Linked DNA regions of Canis lupus: region 2 is linked to region 1. The links are chromatin contacts, called in public Hi-C maps. All regions are on one chromosome and are shown on one strand. Each heading gives the region's core, a stretch centred on a gene start, on an enhancer-like site or on the middle of the called end of the contact. The rest is flanking DNA. Distances are from core to core; before and after follow the strand shown. Region 1 overlaps LOC111092205 (a long non-coding RNA gene). Region 2 has its middle 120 kb from the start of BCAS1.

Evidence for each region. A called contact is a pair of places that touch in the nucleus more often than the background predicts.
Region 2: a Hi-C map of blood shows a contact between it and region 1, with 2.9 times the contacts expected there. The contact joins two enhancer-like sites. A contact is called at or near these places in 4 of 9 Hi-C or Micro-C datasets (amygdala and blood).

Annotation. Positions count from the first base shown.
Region 1 is chr24:40,300,504-40,303,897 of UU_Cfam_GSD_1.0, forward strand. LOC111092205 (a long non-coding RNA gene) reads left to right here. Exons shown (of 5, transcript XR_005377997.1): 5 at 215-1,082. Among named protein-coding and RNA genes, the nearest start is that of BCAS1, 160 kb to the right of the region's middle. Within about 2 kb of position 1,493, at least 6 of the 20 cell types and tissues checked have an H3K27ac peak or open chromatin away from gene starts, as enhancers often do. A contact at or near this core is called in blood, where this site is marked.
Region 2 is chr24:40,344,691-40,348,084 of UU_Cfam_GSD_1.0, forward strand. No RefSeq gene overlaps it. Among named protein-coding and RNA genes, the nearest start is that of BCAS1, 120 kb to the right of the region's middle. Within about 2 kb of position 1,706, at least 10 of the 20 cell types and tissues checked have an H3K27ac peak or open chromatin away from gene starts, as enhancers often do. A contact at or near this core is called in blood, where this site is marked.

The DNA.
Region 1 (3,394 bases), core at 243-2,742:
GGGGTAGGGTGTTGGGGGGCAAGAGGAAGCTGCAAGCCAGGGAGGCAAGACCCTCCATTGCCCCTCCCTGCGGCCCTCACTGTGCTCTTTGCATCTGTGCCATGCCACAGGCAGGGAAGACTGATGGATTGTTTTTTAGCAAAATTCGGGACATGGCTTTTGCAGAGGTTATTTGCTCTCTGGATGACTACATATTTCTCCTTTCAACACAAAGCATGTACAGAATGGTTGAGAAATACCCGGATCAAAACAATGAAGCTGTCTCCCTTGCGTACAGGAAGCGCGCAACAATAACTAAAATGGTTGCCATTAATGTTTTTTGAGGACTGGCTGCACAGCCTGCCTCCGGTCCCGCGGCTCTGCCCCCCTGAGTCCTCAGAACAACTGTGAGGTGGGTGTCAGTGGATATCCATTTCACAGAGAAGAAACTGAGGCTCCCGGAGATCGTGAGACTTGCCTAACAGCACAGCCAGATGGGGCTGGAGCAGGAACTGACCCATGTTTATTTTCACTCCAATATCCTCTGCCAGAGCATTTCCCAAACTTTATTCCTTCATGTATAAACTGTCACAACTGCTGCCAAACCCAGGCTCACTTATTCTACTCTCACATACAGACACATGGTATTACCCTCCGTCCCGACAGTCGACGGCCCAGGCTCCGGACCGGGGCAGGGCTCAATCCTGAGCTGCTCACACACCAGATCACCCTGCACAAGCTGCTGACCCCCTCTGAACTGTAAAGTGGGGTGCATGGGCTCAACTTGCTGGGTGACAGAGACACCCGGTGAGATCATGGGACTAAATCACGGGGCACATTGTAAGTGCCCCATGAATATTTTACTGAAGGGACCCTCAAGGAACGGGATCTGTCTTTACCAACTCTTCTCAACGCTGGATCCATGGTTAGCACATTTCCAACAACATCATCAATATTAAGGAAGTCCTTAGTACTTTCCATGACCTCCCCTAAATTTGCAATTAAGTATTTGTTAAACCTGGAATGCAGATTTAATGTCCTATGGTTTGAGATGACATCAGAAAGCCTTGTTACTCCGGATAAAATCAGGGAAATGAGATAAATACATCTGCTGTAGTGGTTTTATTTTATTTTATTTTTTCCTTCTCGCTTGTGGAAACCACAATGACAATATAGCATCATGATTAGATAGAGATTCGGGGCTTCATAAGATCTGGTTTTGATTTCTGATTGCTCCGTTCATCGCCTTTGTGACCTTGGTTCTCCACTTCAATTCCATCAAGTCACTCGGGAATGCTCCTAGCTGTAAGTAGCAACAACAATAACCCAACAGAGACTTCAACGAACAGGTTATTATTTTTTTCTCTCGCTTAAAAGGAAATCCAGAGGCAGGCAGTTACTATAATGTTTCGGTGGCTTAAGAATGTCAGAGCTTTGCAGCTCTCTCTCAGCCCTTCTTCCTCTTTTTTCTTTTTTAAGATTTTATTTATTTGAGACAGAGAGAGGGCGCCAGAGAGAAAGCACGAAGTAGGAGGAGGGGCAGAGGGAGAGGAAGGAGCAGACTTCCCCCTGAGCAGGGAGCCTGAGGCAGGCCTGGATCACAGGATCCGAAGGGCACGACCTGAGCCAAAAGCAGGTGCTGCACTGACTGAGCCACCCAGGAGCCCTTCTCTCAACTCTTCTTGATGCTTGTAGGATGTGTCGCCCACAGCACCCTCCTGACACAGGACCTAGGGACATCTTTTCTTTCCTAAGACACCAAACCCTGCCCACCAATCTCCTGCCTGTGCTGCACTGGCTTGAATTGTGTCATATTGCCAAGTGGCAAGGGAGCCTGGGGAAGGCTGTAGCATGGATGTGGGCGAGAGGGAGGGGCCAGCGTGAGGAATGAATGAGGTGATGCACACATCTGGGACAGGGAAACTTGATTTCAGGGTCCTGCAGGGAGTGTCAGACACATGGCAAAAACTTGCTTTTTCTACCAGACTGGAAGCTCCACAAGGGGAGGGTTGTTACATCTTTCTTATTATCCTAGCTTGCTGCCTAGAACATGGATGAACGTAGGAGGCTGCTCAGTAAATATTTGATAAGTGAATGAACAGTTAATGATAATTGGATGCATTTCCCTAGCTTACCATCATTCATCATTCTCTCAAAAAACATTTATTCAATGCCTATTAAATAAACATCAGAACGTCAGAGTCCTAAAGCCAAGACTTTTGTCGGTGTGTTAGTGATTGCTCGCTGTGTAACAAATTGCCCCAAAATGTAACGACTTAACACATATTTCTTACCTCATCTGGTTACTGAGGTTGGGAAATCGTGGATAGCGGGTTTGAATGGATGGTTCTGGCTCAGGGCCTTACGAGCAGCCAAGATGTTGGCTGAATCTCCAGGCTTGAGTACATGCAGTTGGAGACTCTTCTTCTAAGACGGCGTCCTTGCATGGTTATGAGCCGGAGGCCTTCATTCCTCACTGTGTGGGCCTTCCCCTAATTCTGCGGGAGCGTTCTCACAACAAGGCAGCTGGCTTCCAGACACAAGGAACAAGAGGCGAACAGCATTGTATTTTATGACTAGTCTTAAATGCCACCCAATGTCACTTGCAGAATATTCTACTCCCCAGAAACAAGTCCCAGGTCCAGCCTACACTCAAAGGGAAAGCAAACAGCCTCTGCCTTTTGAAGGAGGGGAGTATCAATGGATTCATGGAATTCATGGGCATATTTTAAAACCACCACTGTCTGTTCTTTTTTTTTTTTTTTTTTTTAACCACTGTCTGTTCTGTTCAATGCTCTATTTCTAGCATCAAGATGTGCTTGGCTCATGCAGTAGGTGCTTAATTAGAGTTGGTTCCAGTCTGTAGGCCTTGAAGATCTTACAGTTTGGGGGCTTTCCTTAATAAAAAGAGCACAGGTTAGTCATAAAAGTTAATATTTAATTTGAATAAAAGGAGACAATACTGCAAACTACAAAATTTGTTAACCTGAAAAATAACATTTTTTATTACAGTCAGTTTAGAAAGTTTCTTTTGGCTTCTCGGCTCATTGCTACTTAGGTGATGTAAATTTTTGGAGTTCTTAGGTCAAATTTGGGAAAACATCTCTCAGTTTTCTTCTCACATATGACCTCTTTAAGATTTCAGGGCAATTCAAGTTTTCTTGGGCAGTGAGGAATCTCAGATTCTCCTCAAATGGTGACACCCATTAATCAGTTTGTTGTTCTCCTGGGTAAAGATGGACCGTGCATTTTATGTTATTTTTGTCAGGGCAGTATTTTAGGAAGCACGTGATTTTTTTTTTTTTTCTGGGTGATCATAGATCATTGACTCTTTTAGGTTAATTTTATATGTCGACTGGATCACGGGGTACCCAGATATTTGGTTAAACTTTATTTCTGGTTGTGTGTGGGAGGG
Region 2 (3,394 bases), core at 456-2,955, 44 kb after region 1:
TCTGTGTCTCTCATGAATAAACAAATAAATAATCTTAAAAAAAACAAAAAAAGAAGCAGGTAAGACAAATCTCAGCTATAAAGACCTGGTAAGTTGACCTGTGATTGAAAGTTATCAAAGGCAGGAAAGCCTTACAGAGGGAGAGCTCAAACTCTGGAGCTCTGGCCTGGGACTATGAGATGTCATAATCACTGTGTCCCCAGGCTCCAGCTTCCTCCTCAGTGGGGCACGAGTGGGACAGGGGGGCCGGCCCTGCCGTGTTGCCTCAGGACTCAACTGCCTAGCCTGCCATAGCCCTCTGCAGTGGGGGGTCATTGATGCCATTTTTAGAAGCCTGTGTCAAATTTGAGAAGACATTTGGGAAGCTGTTGGAGCAGGAGATATGGATGTTTCTCAAATAACAACTGCCTCCTTTGGCCACTGCCACATCTGCTCTGTTTGGGTCGTGTGTGAGCAGGACATGGGCAGGATGTTTGGGCCCTTCCTGGCAGGGCCACTTCCTGTGCTCTGTCTCCTCCACCCCCTGTCCCCCAATTTAGGCAGAAGTCCATGCTCCATCATCTTTGTCCCTGTCCCATGGTGTATACCCTCCATCCCAGCCCTCACCACCTGGCCTGCTGTGTGAAGCTTAGCACATTAGGTGACACGTATTCTAATACCTACCTGATGGGAACAACCTGCAAGACCATCTGAGAGGCCCTAATGTCCCGGTGGGGTCCCCTCTCTAGCCGCAATGATGTTCACAAGAAAAAAAAAGTATTAAACCATAAAATGAAACTATAGCTTTTGAAATGACACACAACATTATATGCTACGATTAAGTTATTTTCTTTGGAGATGTTTTCTTTCTTTCTTGGGGAGGTAAAGCCCTTCTTTGCTAGTGCCTCACCTCAACCGTGAGACTAGTAGTCACCTGTGGAGAAACCTTATGCTGACTTGTCCACGCAGCAGGGCTAACACACCTGCCACATAGTCAGCTCCGCAGCCCCGGAGGAAGGGATTACTTGGTGACCCTTGTTTTCCAGATGAAGAAGGGAAGATTCTCTTCATCTTCTGTTTTTCTAACTGTATCCATCCATCCATCCATCCACTCATCCATCCACCCATCTACCCATCCATCCATCCATCCATCCATCCATCCATCCATCCATCCACTCATCGATCTACCCATCTACCCATCCATCCACCCAGCCATCCATCTGTCTAACCGTCTGCTCATCCATCCATGTATTTATCTATCATCTGTTCATCTATCATCTATTTATGTATCTTTACCTCTTACCCCTGGCTTTGAACTTATTCAAGTCTGCTATGTTTTCTGTAGAGTGACCTTATTTGTCATCCATCAGGACACTCTGAGGAGTGTGTGGGGTGGGATGGGTATGGCTGGTACTTAGGCACACGCTGCTGCCTAGGCACCCTGGGATGTGTGTGGGGTGGGGTGGAGGTTGCCAAGTGTTTCTCCCCAGTCCTTGGCTCATCACAAGGGCTCCATAAAGGCACATTGAGTGTATTTCATCAACAGATTCACAAGAGGTGGTAAGGAAAAGGGCGTGTTCCATTCAGAGAGACACCGAGTTACAAAACAACGACTTACAAAAATCACAGAGAGGAAGTCACAGGTGAGGTGAGGCCAACCCTCTTCCACAGGATTCCCTGGCTCAGGAAATACAAAGCTCCCTCCAGCAAGCACTGATAAGGAGAGGCTGAGCTCCAGGCCTCCTCGAGGGAGCTTGTGGCAAAGAGAGGATAAAATAGTACAGCTGGTGTTCACTGAACCTGTGCCGTGTGCCTTCGCTAAGCCTTCTACACGACACGCCTTGTCTTATTTATCCATTAAAGAAAGTGTGGTTATTACACAGAAAAGGACAATGAAGGTGCCCGAGACAAATCCCCCCCACTGCGTCACCGCCACCAGAGCCCAGACGGCAGCACATGCTGGTCTCTTTCCCAAAACATAGAGTGGAGTGATACTAGGTGTTTGCCATTAGACACCCCATTCATAAGGTTTCTTGAACATCTTAAGAAGAGCCATGAACACCCATTTAGAAATGGGCTTTTGGATCTCGTAAACAGTGTTCAGTGCACCCCAACAGGCAAAGGAAATAACCCAAGCTGCTAACAGTGCCTCAGCACCTCGCCCCTTGGATACATAAAAACAAATAAAAAACTATGCTCAGTAATGAATTAGCGGCGTTGAGGAGCCAAGAGCGGGGAATCCAATCAGCTGGGACTTCAGCCCCCTTCCGTAGGGGCAGGGACTGTGGCAGGAGGAGGAGGGGAGGGGGAGGAGGAGGAGGGGAGAGGGAGGAGGAAGAGGAGGAGGAAGAGGGGGAGGAGGGGAAATAGGAGGGGAGGGGAGGGGGAGGAGGAGGGGAGGAGGAGGAAGAGGAGGAGGGGGAGGAGGAGGGGAAATAAGAGGGGAGGGGGAGGAGGATGGGGAGGAAGGGGCGAGAGACAGAGAGAGAAGGGGGTTAGGCATGGGGTGTTGCCTGGTGGGAGGCGCGGGCAGCTGAGCCCGGGGTGCGAGGTCACCTCTGGTCCCCGCAGACACCCCTTGGCGGCCACCACCCTGCGGCTGCGGGGCAGGTGTCTGAGCTGCAAGCCGGTGTCCAGAGCCGCGCACGGAGCAAGGCCACGATCGCGGCGCTTCCCGGGGCGGCCCCTCCGGCAGGGCAGGCCCGACCCTCCGGGCGGCACGGATCGGATCGGATCCCACACGGTGTAGACACCCCCCCCCCCTCCACTTCTGGAGACTTCTGCAAAATGGTGCCTGCCCGTGTGGACGCGGGCCGCCGCCGACTGTCCCGGGGCGCGGGGTCCACCTCCCAGCTTTGACGACGTAGCCCTAAGGTGACCTGTATCAGCTGCACCTCCGATTGCTGCACACACACACACACACACACACACACACACGTATCACTGGAAGCAAAAAAGAGGTGCCCGGGAGCGTGCAAAGCTCCCCGCCCGGAGCGTTGGGCTCGGGCGCCCTCTGCCGGGCGAGGCGGGGGGGGGCGGGGCGCGGGGGGGCGGGGCTCCCGGGAAGCCCCAGGGGCCCCTCCTGCCGGGACGGGCATCCTCCAGGGCACCTGCCCCCACCCCCTGACCCCTCCGGGCCCCTTCAGGCCGCGCCCGCCGGAACCGCCCTGGACCTGCCTGCAAGCGAGCCGCTCACTAGCCCAGAACTGCCCAGTGCTTCTTCTCCTGCGGGTTTTACCCCCTGTTCCCACTACTGGTGGGTTTGCCAGGTGCCAGGGAATCTTGCTGAAAAAGCAGGGGGATTGCTGACTGGGCCAAGGTTTGCATCAAGACCCAGCGGTCTGGGTCCCCGGGAAGTCCTGGCGAGCTCCGTGGCCAGGTGCGCTGTCCTTGTTCAGGGGTCTTTGCCCAACCG